Regions from separate parts of the Delphinus delphis genome. Here region 2 is linked to region 1. A link is a contact called in public Hi-C data. All regions are on one chromosome and are shown on one strand. Each heading gives the region's core, a stretch centred on a gene start, on an enhancer-like site or on the middle of the called end of the contact. The rest is flanking DNA. Distances are from core to core; before and after follow the strand shown.

Region 1 (7,124 bases), core at 2,939-5,438:
AGTAAAATGGTGAATCCTTTCCAGAAGGTTTTCAATTGACTTCACCCAGGTCCATCAGAGGAATCACTATCTCTGGCAGCTCTACCCTTACAAAATGTATTTCTTAAATAGTAAGACTTGAGAGTCGAAATTACCCCTTGATCCATATGCTGCAGAACAGTTAACAGGCATGACAACCACATTAATCTCATTGTACATCTCCATCAGAGCTCTTGGGTGGCCAGGTGCATTGTCAATGAGCCGCAGTACTTTGAAAGGACTCTTTTATTCTGAGCAGTAGGTCTCAACAGTGGGCTTAAAACAGCCAGTAAAGCATATTGTAAACAGATGTGATGTCATCCAGGCTTTGTTGTTCCACTTAAAGAGCACAGGCAGAGTAGATTTAGCATAATTCTTAAGGGCCCTAGGATTTTCGGAATGGTAAATGAGCACTGGCTTTAACCGAAAGTCACCAGCTGCATTAGCCCCTAACAGAGTCAGCCTGTCCTTTGAGGCCAAGCATTGATTTCTAACTATAAAAGTCCTGGATGGCATCTTCTTCCAACATAAGGCTGTTTCATCTACATTGAAAATCCACTGTTTAGTGTAGCTACCTTCATTAATTACCTTAGCTAGATTTTGTGGATAACTTGCTACAGCTTCTACATCAGCACTTGTTGCTTCACCTTGCACTTTTGTTATGGAGACGGCTTCTTTCCTTAAACCTCATGAACCAACCTCTGCTGGCTTCAAACTTTTCTGCAGCTTCCTCACCTCTCTCAGCCTTCACAGAATTGAGGAGAGTTAGGGCCTTGCTCTGAATTTAGGCTTTGGTTTAAGAGAGTGCTGTGGTTGGCTAGATCTTCTATCCAGACCACTAAAACTTTCTCCATATCAGCAATAAGGCTGTTTCGCTTTCTCATCATTTGTGTGTTCACTGGAGTAGCACTTTTTATCTCCTTCAAGAACTTCTCCTTTGCATTCACAACTTGGCTAACTGTTTTGTGCAAGAAGCCTCGCTTTCAGCCTATCTAGGCTTTTGACACGCCTTCCTCACCAGCTTGTCATTTCTAGCTTTTGACTTAAAGTGAGAGAAGTGCAACACTTGTTTTCACTTGAACACTTAAAGGCCAATGCAGGGTTATTAGCCTAATTTCAATATTGTTGTGTCTCAGGGAATAGGGAAGCCCAAGGAGAGGGAGAAACGGGGTAACGGTCAATTGGTGGAGCAGTCACAACACACATAACATTTCTCATTTAAGTTCACTGTCTTATATGGGCACGGTTCACAGCACCCCAAAACAATTACAATGGTAACATCAAGGATCACTGATGACAGATCACCATAACAAATAATAATGAAAAAGTGTGAAATGTTGTGAGAATGACCACAATGTGACACAGAAACACCAAGTGAGCAAACGCTGTTGGAAAAATGGCACCAAGACTTGCTCGATGCACGTTTGCCAGGGACCTTCCATTTGTAAAAAGCACAGTAACTGCGAAGCACAACAGAATGAAGCACAATAAAATAAGGCCTGCCTGTAAAGTTAAATACAGTACCATGGACTCAGACGTCACACTAGCCAGGGAACTACTGTGTCGGTTTCTGTAACTCCCATCATTTAAGAATAGGATATCCCAAACTACATCAGTACCCCAGAAGCCTTTTAAAGGAAAAGACGGACAGTCTTTGACTATACAAAAACGTAAAGCTTTAGCATAATAAAAGATACAAAAACAAAGTTTACAAGCAAATAGACTGAAAATATCTGCCCCATATCTAACAGTCAATAGGTTAATATCTCTACACAAAGAACTCGTACAAATCAATACGGAAAAGACAAAACTCAGTAGGGAATGGGAAAATTATATAAACTGTTTCCACTTGCTGCATTTTTCAAATCTTAAAATGCTGCTCACAGGTTCTTCCCATCAGTTTTCCTGGGCCCAGTATTTCACACATAGTAATTCACTCTAAATTACTCCGCAGATCTATAACATGGTCTCTAGGAAGAGTAAAAATTAACCTCATGTGTTTTCCATTTACAGGAACTACAGCATAATCCACATAACTGTCATATATCTGATAAGGGACTTGGACCTAGAATATATAAAGAACTCTTACAACTCAATGATAAAAAGCAAACAGCCAAATTTTTAAATGGGCAAAGAATATGCATAGACATTTCTCCAAAGAAGATATACAAATGGCCAATAGCACATGAAAAGATGCTTAACTGTCATTAGGCATCAGGGAACTACAAATCAAAACCACAATGAGATACCACTTCACACCCACTAGGATGGCTAGAATTTAAGAAAAAAAAAAAAAAGAAAGCAGATAATGACAATTGTTGGCAAGGATGGGAAGAAATTAGAACCTTCATACACCGCTTACAGGAATATAAGATGGTGCAGCTGCTTTAAAAAAGTCTGGCATTTCCGCAAAATGTTAAACGTAGAATTACCATACAACCCAGCAATTCTACTCTTAGGTATATACCCAAGAGAAATGAAATCATGACGTTCACACAAAAACTTGTACATGAATGTTCACAGTAACATTATTTGTAAGAGCCATAACAACCCAAATGTCCATCAACTGACCAATGGATAAATAAATCGTGGTATAGCCATACAATGAAATATTATCTAGCAATAAAAAGGAATGAAGTGCTGATACATGCTACAACATGGATGAACATGAATGTTAAGTGAAAGACAATCAAAAAACGTCACATACTTTATGATTTCATTTATATGAATTGTCTAGAATAGCTGAATATATATTCAGTAGATGAATAGTTCCTTAGGTCTACGAGTGGGGTGGGGTAAGGAGGAAATCAGGAGAGCCTGCTAATGGGTACAGGGCTTCTTTTGGAAGTGATGAAAATGTTTTTAAATTGATTGGGGTGTTGGTTGCACAACTTTGTGAGTGCACTAAAAATTTATGTGTATTTTATAATTCTATGGTATGTGAACTATATCTTAGTCAAGCTGTTATTTTTCAAAAGGACTACAGATTGGGTTGGGGTTTTTTTCCACATTATATCCCCAGCTCCTAAAACAGTGCCTGCAATATCAGGAATTCAATAAATCTTGACTGAATGGAAAAAATAAATTACCAAATGTGGGTAAACCATTATAAAACCTTGTCATAGCCAAAGAGATGAAACTACTGCAGGTTGGCATGACAAGGGACAAACAGTGTGTGTGCTTCCATGAAAGGAGATGAGACTGAAAAACAGCAGAATCAAGACCTTGAAGGGTCTCGAAGCCAGCCTAAGGAATTTGTATTATCCTGAAACAACGGGAAGGCCGGTAAGATTTTAAGCAGAGGATTAACACGGTCAGATCTGTGTTTTAAATGTGTAAAGCCTAGGTAGAGAATTGCTACTGCTATCCAAAGGTGAAGTAGAGAAACACCCCTCAGGTGAGAGTAAGGAGGAATTAGGGGAAGAGACCAGGAGAAGCAAAGTATATTTGTGGATTTTTAAAATTACACACAGCTACCGAGCGCTCGTGCTCTCTCCCCCCTCCCTCTCTCTCTCTCTCTCTCTCACACACACACACACAGGCACAGACTATCACACACACTTACACAAACACCTGAAAATCACTTACGCTGAAAATCACTTCTATCGTCAGCCCCTGTATGGAGCTCAAATGTGACGAGACAAACACTATTAAGACCACCGAGCCAGAAAATTCCTTTCTACAATCATCTGGGCAAGGTCCTCCTCAGATTGTTGTAACTTGGGACCACCGACAAAATGCCCCGTTCCACCTCTTCGACAGGACCCCACCTCTTCACAAATGTGCTCCTGGGAACGCTCAGCAAGGACCACAGGGCTAGGCCACCGTTAGCTACAAAGGGGAGCGGAGGAGGGGAACCTTGTAGCATCCCGAGGCGCTAAGCCCACCACGGGCCCCCAGGCGCCAACCACGCTGTTGCGGGAGGTGGCGATCCGGCGACGACAGCAAGGTGGCCCCTGACGGGCTCCCCCTGCAGCAGCCCACCCGGCGTGCAAACGCGGCCTTCAGGACTACGGGAACAAAAGCTTCTGGGGTGAGAGGGACCCGACTCTATCTCCCGCGGGGACGCTAACCTGTCCTCCGAAGTACCACGCCGCGGCAAGCGTGACGACTCCTTCCGGGCGTGGGGCGTGGGGAGTGGGTGGGGTAAAAGCCGGCGGGTGGCCACACTCCTCGAGGAGCAGTCGAGACTTCCGGCGTAGCCTCCTCGCGCGGCTAGAGAGTCGGGACGCGAGTGTAGCTGGAGGAGTGCGGATCCCCCCAGTTCCGGGTCCCGCGCTGAAATTAACTTAGCTGCCAGGCTTCTCGGAAACTCGTACGCCAGCCGGGAGGAGGTTTGTCTCCTCAAATCTCCGTTTTTTGTTTTCTGCGCCCCGTTAGCCTGCAACATAAATTCAGTCCAGCAGCGGTTGCCGAGGAAATTTAAACCGCTGTTTCGTGTTGTCCCTCGCAGGGATCTGGTGCTTTGGTTCACCTCCAAGTATGCAAAACTCCGGGCCATATGACCCCGGCTCTGGCATTAAAGTTCATCTTGCCCTATTCGGCTGAGAAATTTGGCAATACTCATTTTTTTATTCATTAAATATTTATTAAATTATTACTGTGCTCCAGGTAATGCATTGCTGAGAAAAAAAAACTAATGTTCTCTGTTCGCATGGAGTTTACTAGTAAAATGGATTAATTAGTAGTATTTACCTAATAGATTTGTCCTGAGGATGTAAAGCGCTCAGAATAGTCTGGCACTTTGTAAGTGCTCAATAAATGCTAGTTATTATTGTTTTCATCTTGATCATTCCATTGCTATCGTCACTAGTAATAACGTCATCCTTCACTTTTTCAATGTCAAGCTTGGAGTGTTAACCTACGACCCAGGCCCTTAGACTCTTTAATCAGTAGAAATTGGTAGAGGCCAGAGGAGAATTCTAGGCAAGGCTTTGTGGGGCTCCTGCTGCAGCAGGAAGGAGTGAAAACAAGAAACAGGTGCAGCAGAATGAGCTGTTTGGGTCTTTAAATGGGGTAACAAGGAGGCCAGGTCCATGGGCTGGGCAGGAGGCATAGTTTAGATGGTCTGCCCACCCCTTTGGTGGTGCTGTGTGCAGGGATCATGTGCAGTACCCTTCTTCTGCTCACAGCACCTCAGAAGTGGCAGTTGGTTTGTGGACTTTTTGTATCTTATTGTTCATAATTGCCCCAACTGCACGTGTGCAGTTATTTTTCGTCCCTCATAGTTTCTTTGTATTCTATTGCTCCAGAAAATGAGACCAAGCACTCCAGTAAAGGGTCCCAGTTTCCAGCCTATCTCACAAGTACCTTTCCTCCACAAATCAATGAGTCTCACAATTGGTGAGTCACCTAAATTTGATGTGTTCCATAACCAGACTAACCAAGTTTAGTCCAAGGCAGTGGTCTTCAAATTCTTGCTCACACATCTGCATTAGAAAACTAGATTATATACATGTACTATCTATGGTATTGATGTGGTATTGATTCATGCTTACAAGAAAGTTTCCAACACATTCTCCTCTTGACATGGAAACTTCTAGCCCAACACTGACACTGGCAGCCATTTGGCAGCCCCAAGGGAATAAAGCTGATGCTGAGGACCACTGCATGAAGTGATGGACTATCATTCCAAACCTGGAACTCACCCTCCTTCTGAACTTCTTCTAGGGATATCTAATACATTTTCTTATCGTTTTCTGATAGATAGTATGATGATTAAATGAGTTAAAATAGAGATGGTAATGTTAGTGCTCAAAAATGTTAGTTATTACTACGATGCCTTACTGTTTGGAGTTGATTCTTTTAGATTTTCTAGGATTGCAATCATATCATTGAAATGGTTATAGTTTTACCTAATCCTTTCCAAATTTTCTACCTCTAATTTCTCATATCTAATTGCATTAGCTAGTATTTCCAGTAAAAATATTTAATAATAGTGAAGACAGTGAGCTTCCTTGTCTTATTCCTACCTTTAATGGGATATTGCTAGAATTTTCCCACTACGTATGTAGCTAGTTGTGGGGACTGAGGTACCTATCACTTAGCATGTTAAGGAAGTATCCAGCTATTGAAAGAAAACAGGGAAAATTTTGACACAGATACTTTGAGAAAATAATTGAGCAGGCCATTACATCTTGTCATAAAAGTAAGTGCAAACTAGACAATATTTACCACAAAGACACTAATAAAATTAGCATTAGCTAGGTTGGAATGAATGTCCTTTCTTACTTATCTTACATACTATCATCATGAAATTGAGTCCTGACTAGTTTGTTTATAAGAAATTCCATGGTAATTCCCTCAGTTTTAAACCTGGAAAAGTTCTTTGCAATCTCTAACAAAATGTCACCTTTAATCCAAAGTCTATGCTTGCTCTATATGTTTTTTATGGGAAATTGCATGGATCTACTGTAGTTTTGTTATAAAGCTGTATCAGTTCAAATACGCTGGTTGTTGAAAATAGGGATGTTTTATAATGATAAAGAGGTTAGATCATCAAGAAGATATAATAATCCTAAACTTGTATGTAACTTATAGCAGAGGTTTGATATATATGAAACAAAAACTGAAAGAAGAATTAGAAAAATCAACAATTACAGTGGGTGACAACTTGACCTATTGATGTTTATAAAACCCTTCACAAAAACCAAAATATACTTTTATAAGTGTACAGAATACCCATTATTATGCTGGTTCATAAAACAAGTTTCAATAAATTTAAATAGATTGAAATCATGCACAGTATGTTATCTAACCATAATATAATTAAATTAGAAATCAGTATCAGAAAGCTATTTGGGAAAACTCCAAGTATTTTGAGATTAAACAACATATTTCTGAATAACCCATGGGTCAAAGAAGAAATCACAAGGGAAGCTGAAAAATATTTTGAACTGAATAAAAATTTTAAAACATCAAAAGCTGTGGAATGCAGTTAAAGCAGTGCTTAGAGGGAAAAATTATAACTTTGCGTGTTTATATTAGGAAAGAAGGAAAGTCTAAATTAAATTATTTAAGCTTCCACTTTAAGAAATCAGGGGAAAACAAAAATAGTAGAAAAGAAAATAAAGACAATTTTGGAAATCGACTGAATATAAAAGCTG
Region 2 (7,124 bases), core at 2,706-5,205, 130 kb before region 1:
TATATAAGTCCATGCCACTCTCTCACTTCGTCCCAGCTTACCCTTCCCCCTCCCCATATCCTCAAGTCCATTCCCTAGTAGGTCTGTGTCTTTATTCCCGTCTTACCCCTAGGTTCTTCATGACCTTTTTTTTTTTTTCCCTTAGGTTCCATATTAATGTGTTAGCGTACGGTATTTGTTTTTCTCTTTCTGACTTACTTCACTCTGTATGACAGACTCTAGGTCCAACCACCTCACTACAAATAGTTCAACTTCATTTCTTTTTATGGCCCCATTGGTTAATTTATAATTTCTTTGACTTCTAGCAAATTTAAACATTTGATATGAGTTTATTATATTTGTCCCTTTAAAAATTACTTTTTATTTTCTTATTGTTCTATACAGTTCCTATTTTATTTATATCTAGCCACGGCTTAATCCCTTCATTCTTCTGCATCCCTTCAGACATCTGCACAATGTTATCTGGGATTATTTTCTATCTACCTAAAAAACTCCTTTTAGAATTTCCTTTAATGTAGGTCAGCTGATGATCTTAATGTTTGTCATAAAAATGCCTGTATTTTACTTTCAATTTTGAAGAATATTTTTTACTGGGTAGTATATAATCTAGATCGGCAGCTAATTTCTTCTAGTATTTTGAAGCTATCTGAAGGTCTTTAGGCTTCCAATTTGTCTTTGAGAATAAGCTCTTGATCTTACTGTTGCTCTACTGCAGGTAATATATCTGCTTCCTGTGCCTATTTTTTTTGAAGATTTTTCTCTTTGTCTTTAATTCTCAGTAGTCTACTGTGATCTGCCTAGGTATGGTTTTCTTTGCTTTTTCTCTTTGTCTTTAATTTTTCTCTTTGTCTTTAATTCTCAGTAGTCTACTGTGATCTGCCTAGGTATGGTTTTCTTTGCTTGAAATCTGCTGATATCCACAATGTTTCTTGATTCTGTGAGTTGTTGTCTTTCATTAGTTTTGAAAAATCCCTGGCCACTATCCTTTACACTATTGCTTCTTCTTTTCTCTCCCGTCTCCTTCTGATGCTTCAATTACATGTGTATTAGAACATTTTAACACATACCTTACATGCTTTACAGTAAGTCCACTACACATGAACTTTCAAGTTGCAAACTTTCAAAGATGCAAACGTGCGTTCACATGTCCAATCACGTAAGTTAGTTCACCTGTTTGGCATACGTTGTCATGTGCATGCATCCTCTACAAGTGGTTGTGCTTTTGTGTACTTTACTGTACAGTACTGTATAAACTACAATAGTACAGTATCTTTATTTCAAGCTCAGGATGTCCAGGAGCAAGTGTAAAAGCAACAGTGCTGTAGCTGGTACTGCTGAGATTCACGACTCAGGAAACGGCAAGGGGATTTTCTTTATTTGAGGAGGCGCTGTTAGTTTTTGAGGCACAGGACCCAGACGTAGAACGGTACACGAAGGTTGCAGCAGCCATTCAGAATGCAATCCAGTGCTACCATGTCATCTGTGATGAGAAAAAAAGAGCTACTACCCAGACATCACTGGATTGTTTTTTCAAGAGGATAGATACAATTGAATCCAGCAAGGAACCTGAACCTATGCCATCAACATCAGGCATGAGTGAAATTGCAGCTTGCCCTCCGTCTCCTATTGCTGGCGATCCTGCAGCTCTACCATCTCCCACCTCCTCTCCCTCCTCCAGTCAGTAACTCTTCTTGCCTGTTCACTTGATGTCAGTCCCTGGATGCCAGCTGTTGTACTGTACTACTGTACTTTTCAAGGTATTGTACTGTAAGATTAAAATGTTTTCTTTATGTTTTGTTTGTTTTTTATGTATTATCTGTGTGAAAAGCATTATAAACCTATTACAGTATACTACTATGTAGCCGATTGTGTTAGTTGGGTACCTCGGCTAACTTTGTTGGACTTACGAACAAATTGGACTTACGAACCCGCTCTCGGAACTGAATTCGTTCATATGTAGGGGACTTACTATATTCTCTTTTCTGAACATTATGTCCCCTTAGCTCGTGTTTCATTTTGCATAATTTTTGACCTATTAAGTTCACTAATCAGGTTCACTAATTTTTTCTTAAGTTGTATCAAATCTGTTATTAAACCCATCCCTATTCAGTCTTGGTTTTAGTTTGTGGGGTTCCCCCCCCCCAATTCTACAAAGTCCATTTTATTCTTCTTTGGAGTTCTCAGTTCTATGCTGAAATTCTCTATCTTGTCATTTAATTTCTTGAAGATATTAAACAGAATTATTCAAAAAGCTGTCTTTAAGATTCAGTATCTGGATCTCCTGCTTGCTTATTTCTGTTTTCTGCCTTTTCCTCTCAGTGTTTAAGATAATTCTTTTCGTGTGCCCCTTTTAAAAATTTTAAAAATGCCAGACATTGGGTATGAAATGCTGTACAGATAATGTGTGGCTCTGGATGGTTGTGTTTTTCTCCAGAGGGGATTTACTATCGAGTTTTGAAGCTGTTCTTCAGTCCTTGGGAGGGCTGGTCTATTTCCGTTTTACCAATGCTCCTAGGATGTAGCACTCTGGGGTGCCAACTGCAAGTCTAGTGTGTTTACCAGCTCTTTCTCCTTAGTAGATCCTAAACTCCAATTTTTCATCTCCCCAGCCTGGTGAGATGCCTAAAGTCCTACTTATTTTCTCACCCTTTCAGTCATTGCTTTGGAATTATCAAATGCCTCATGGGAAAGTGGTGTCATTCTGGGCTGCCCTTCTTTCCAGGATCTTAGTCACCCGAGTTCTTGCTGCTTTTGAAACTCTCTGATGTTTCAAGTAGAGGACTGTTTTAAATTTTTTTCTAATATTTCTCAGTGAGAGTATTGATCACAAGTAGACTAGCTCATCATCGCAAAACTCTAAGCAGAGCAGTGACATGATCTGATTTAGATTTTAAAAAGATCACTCTGGTTCCCTTGAAAATAAACTGTGTGGAATTGGGGAGGAAGAAGGATGGAAGCAGGTAATCCAGTTAGCGAGCTATCACAATAATCCAGACAAGAGATAATGCTAATTGTGGTAATGTGGAAGAGAAGTGATCAGATTCTGGATATATTTTGAAGGTAAAGCCAAGAGGATTTACTTGTAAATTGGATGAAGGTACGAGAGAAAGAGGAGTCAGTACTGACGCCAAGGGTTTTGCCCTGAACCACCAGAAGGATGGAGCTCCATTTACCGAGGTGGGGAAGCTGGGCAGGAGTGCATTTGTGAAGGATGATCAGGACCTGACTTTTGCTCGTTACGTTTGAGATGCTAATTTGGCATCTAAATGGTGATGCCAAGTGTATACTTGAATATATGAGTCCGAAGTTCAGAGAATGGTTGGAAGCTGGAGATAAAAATTTTGTAGTCATGAGCATACGAATATTATTAAAGACACAAGACCGGATGAGAGCACCTCGAAAGTTAAATATAGAGAAGACTGCACACAGTATAATAGTGCCTGTTTCATAGGGCTGGTGTGAGAGCTTAAAAATATTTATCCACCTCTTGCCTCCACGTCCTCCTCTCAACGTGGGAAGGAACCAGCTGCCCCCGGGCAGCTTCCGCGTGCTGTACAGCAGCCCTGATCTGAGTCTCATCGCCCCTCCTGACCCGCCCAAGGGAAGGGATCGTGAAGCTCTGGCTGGCAGCTCCTACGCCTTTCATTAACGGAGGGCTCAGGTTTCCAACTCTCAGATGCTCAACAGGTGCGTAACTGGCTGATGCAGTGGGTCCTCCAGCCAGAAGGGTGGTGCTGTTGGTCGCCTGCAGACTGCTCAGGCCCACCCCGAGGCCGCCCGCCAGGCTGCACCTTCTCCCCCTCGGCTGCAGAGGGCGCGCGTGAGGCACGCGGCGCTCCGGCCCCGCGGAAGTTCCGCGAGGGCCGAGGGGAGGGGCGGGGCCGAGCGTGGGGCGGGACCGGACGGTGGGAGGCGGGGGCCGGGAGGCAGCCGGCGGCACTCTGTGCGCGGCGCAGGGGAGAGCGGTTGACCTCCTCAGACGTTCTCGAGGCAGCTGGAGGCGGGACCGTGACCCGCTGGCAGCTCGGAGCTAGCCGGGCGGCCGGAGCTAAAGAGCGCCCGAGCGCCATGATTCCTCTGGAGAGGCCGAGCAGCGGCGGCTCTTCCCCGGCCGCCGCCCCCGGCTCGGGTCGAGTCGGCCGGGGTCTGACCACGCCGCGCCGGCTGCCGCCCCCGCCCCGCGGGCTGCTGACGGAGATCCGCACCGCGGTGTGCACCGAGCCCTTCCAGGATGCCTACAGCCTGAGCCCGGGCCGGGCGCTGGGCAGGTGAGGCGGACGAGGGCCGGGCGGGCGGGGAGCAGATAAGTGCGGGAGGCCGGCGGGGGCAGATAGCGCGCCGGAACCGGGCACAGACCTGGGTGCGGGCGGCGATTAGGGCGGCAGGGCCCCCAGGCCACCCTTGCGCGCGCCGCGTCCCCCGAGCCGGCGCGCTCCGCCGGCGTGTGCTGTACCCTGGGTAGCGGCCGTGAGAAAGTCTCCCGCGCGGGTCCCCGAGAACCTTGACCCCTTCCTCTGCTCCGGGCCTTTTCGGCCTCTGTGGTCCTTGGCTCGGTAACTTAACGAGACGGCGTGGGAACCACGCTGCGAACCTTTACCCGCGGCGGCGAGTCTGAAGCCAGAGCAGAGGTGTGAAGGCAGCTCTGGTTTTGCCCCTGGAGCTTGTGGGTTCCTGCTTCTCCCTCTGCGGCTGTGACAGAGCAGAGAGCAGAACGCCGAGCGTGACAGCTTCCTTTGCACCAGCGCTGGGCGAACTTCTGTCCGCCGCCTCCTGCCGACTTCGGTTGCGGTTTCTTGGGTTTGTGCTGCTTTCGTTCTGAAATGAGGTCCCTGCGCCTTTTAAGTTCATATCGGTTTCACTTGTAGGCTCCGGGCCCTCGTCTGACTTTCTCTGCTGAAAACCGGCCCTTGCCTTCTCTTCCCCTCCCCACTCTGGCTTTGTAGGGGTCGGGAGGGCTTAGAACTCGGTCTGTTTTTCAAATTGCACAAGGTGAAGGCTGTTTGGATCCTTTACATCTTGTACGTTGAAGAGGGGTCCAAGAGTGTGATAGGGGTTTGGGGACCGACTCCCTTTTTCCTTAAGAATAGTTTGGAGAAGTTGTCAAAAGCACAGGCTTTGGGGCCAGACCCGAGCTCAGATCCCCACTCTGCTTCCTCTGTGTGCCTTTGGACGGTGACATAGACTCCCCAGCCTCTCGTTTCGCACCCGTAAAATCAGCATAGTGACAGTGTCTCCGTCAGGGGTGTCGTGAAGATGCGGTGGCTGTAAAGCACAATTCACTGGGCCTGGCACATAGCACATGGTTGCAAAAGCGCAGCACGTTGTAATGGGGAAAGGGCCTGACAGTTATAACAGCCTTCACCTGGGGCTCTTGGAAAAAGAAGTCCTCGTAACAGTGATTACAATGTTAAAAATAAGCTGCCTTACAAATATTAAGGTAACTTTTAGAAATCGTTTTTTTGGCAAGGAAACCTACCTTAAAAGTGTCTCATTTATTCCAAATGTTACAAGGAGAAACATCTTCCTGGGACAAGATTTACTTCACTGCGCTAGGCACTAATTAACTGCACCTGTGCACACTTTATGACAAAGGAAGAGGTAGATCGCTACTGACTCATGTAGGTATTCTAATTGGTCAAAATTCCAGACATTCTGAAGTAACCCTGATTTCTTGAAGAAGGAAAACTAGAGCTCTCCGTTGTTTGGTTGTCTGGCTTCATTCCACAAAATGAGAACATATTACAAAACTGAAATGTCTTCAGGTGGCAAGCACTGTCTTGTAGACTTTGCAATAAATGATTTAATCTGAAAAAAAATTGATTTGCGCCCTACCAGCTGTGTGACAATTCCTCCGGGAATGTTTCAGCTTTCATTTTACCCTCTCTATTATAAAATTAGCTTGCCTATAAAGTGTTTGTTTGAAGGTTGTGATGTCTTGCACATATCTCTTATATAAATTTCTTTACATAAGTAATAATTCCTGAAGCAGCAGAACAATGCAATTAGATACTTGATGTAAGAGCCTAAAACTGAAAAAGAAAACGAATGTATTTGTTTCTTTTTGGTTCTCTTTTCATCACGTAGAAGTGTAATGCAGTGTTCTAGAACACGGACTTTGGAGTCAGACAGTGGAGTCTTGGCCCTTTACTTACTAGTTACATGTACTTGAGTAAGTTACCTAACCATTGATAGCCTCATAGAGTTGTTGAGAGAACTAAATAAATTAAAAACATCTGTAGCATAAAGGCTGTACTTAGCTTCCGGGGTGCACTCAAAAAATGCAATTCATCGTGTAGCTCAGTGAATGTAACCAAAAGGCAAAAACAGGAAAATGTGCACGACCTCAAAATACTTTTCGTCTGTTGCAAAAGTAATAAAACCTCATTCCAAAAGACAAGAGAACTGTTCAGAAGTCTCAGGAAGTAAAAGCTCTGTTTTGTGTTAGAAGCTCTCTTTGTTTAAGGTTTATAAGTTTTGCCTGTGTGTTGAAGTTTTGACATAATGAAGTGTGTTTATGTGTATTCCTTTCTGTAGTAAGATAGAAAAGTTGCATCTTTTTCCAACTGTTAACTCTGGTTGCATTTCTGATAGAACGAGTTGATCTCATGCTGATACAGAACTTAAAAATTACTCATGTTGTATTTTAACGATGTGGTATGAAAAACAAAGATCTATTCATTTTGTTCTATGGCCTTTCATTTAGTTGAGAATGTTGAAGAGGTGTGAAGAGCTAACTGTTCAAACACAGAAACTGAGTTCTTTTGGGAGTTCCCATTTTATCTTACAGAAATATAAAGCTTTCAGTGAAATGGTTGTTTGGAGAAAACATTTTAAATGGTCGATATTGATTCCATAGTAATGAAAGTATGTAATGTTGATTATTTTAAGAAATGTCACATTTCTTTCATATCTCCAGTAGAGTCCATGGCAACCTAAATATGGGTAAATATATGATGTAAAATTTGCTTTTATTGCTGGAAGCTTGACTTATTATTCCTGAGACTTGTTACCTTTCTCTGAGGCAGGACAGGTGCCAGTGGAAACCACAGTAATGACGCAAGGCGCAGGAGCCATGACCTTGAGTTCTGAGAATTTTTTTCAAAGTGTTGACTTCTCGAGTTCTA

The links. Hi-C and Micro-C count contacts between places; a contact is called where the count stands out from the background.
Region 2: a Hi-C map of lung shows a contact between it and region 1, with 4 times the contacts expected there. The contact joins the promoter of STK17A here to the promoter of COA1 in region 1. A contact is called at or near these places in 2 of 3 Hi-C or Micro-C datasets (lung and muscle).

Annotation. Positions count from the first base shown.
Region 1 is chr9:11,507,316-11,514,439 of mDelDel1.2, reverse strand. It overlaps COA1 (cytochrome c oxidase assembly factor 1), which reads right to left and starts at 4,188. Exons shown (of 7, transcript XM_060020197.1): 1 at 4,092-4,188.
Region 2 is chr9:11,641,324-11,648,447 of mDelDel1.2, reverse strand. It overlaps STK17A (serine/threonine kinase 17a), which reads left to right and starts at 3,955. Exons shown (of 7, transcript XM_060020192.1): 1 at 3,955-4,268. The coding sequence starts at 4,069.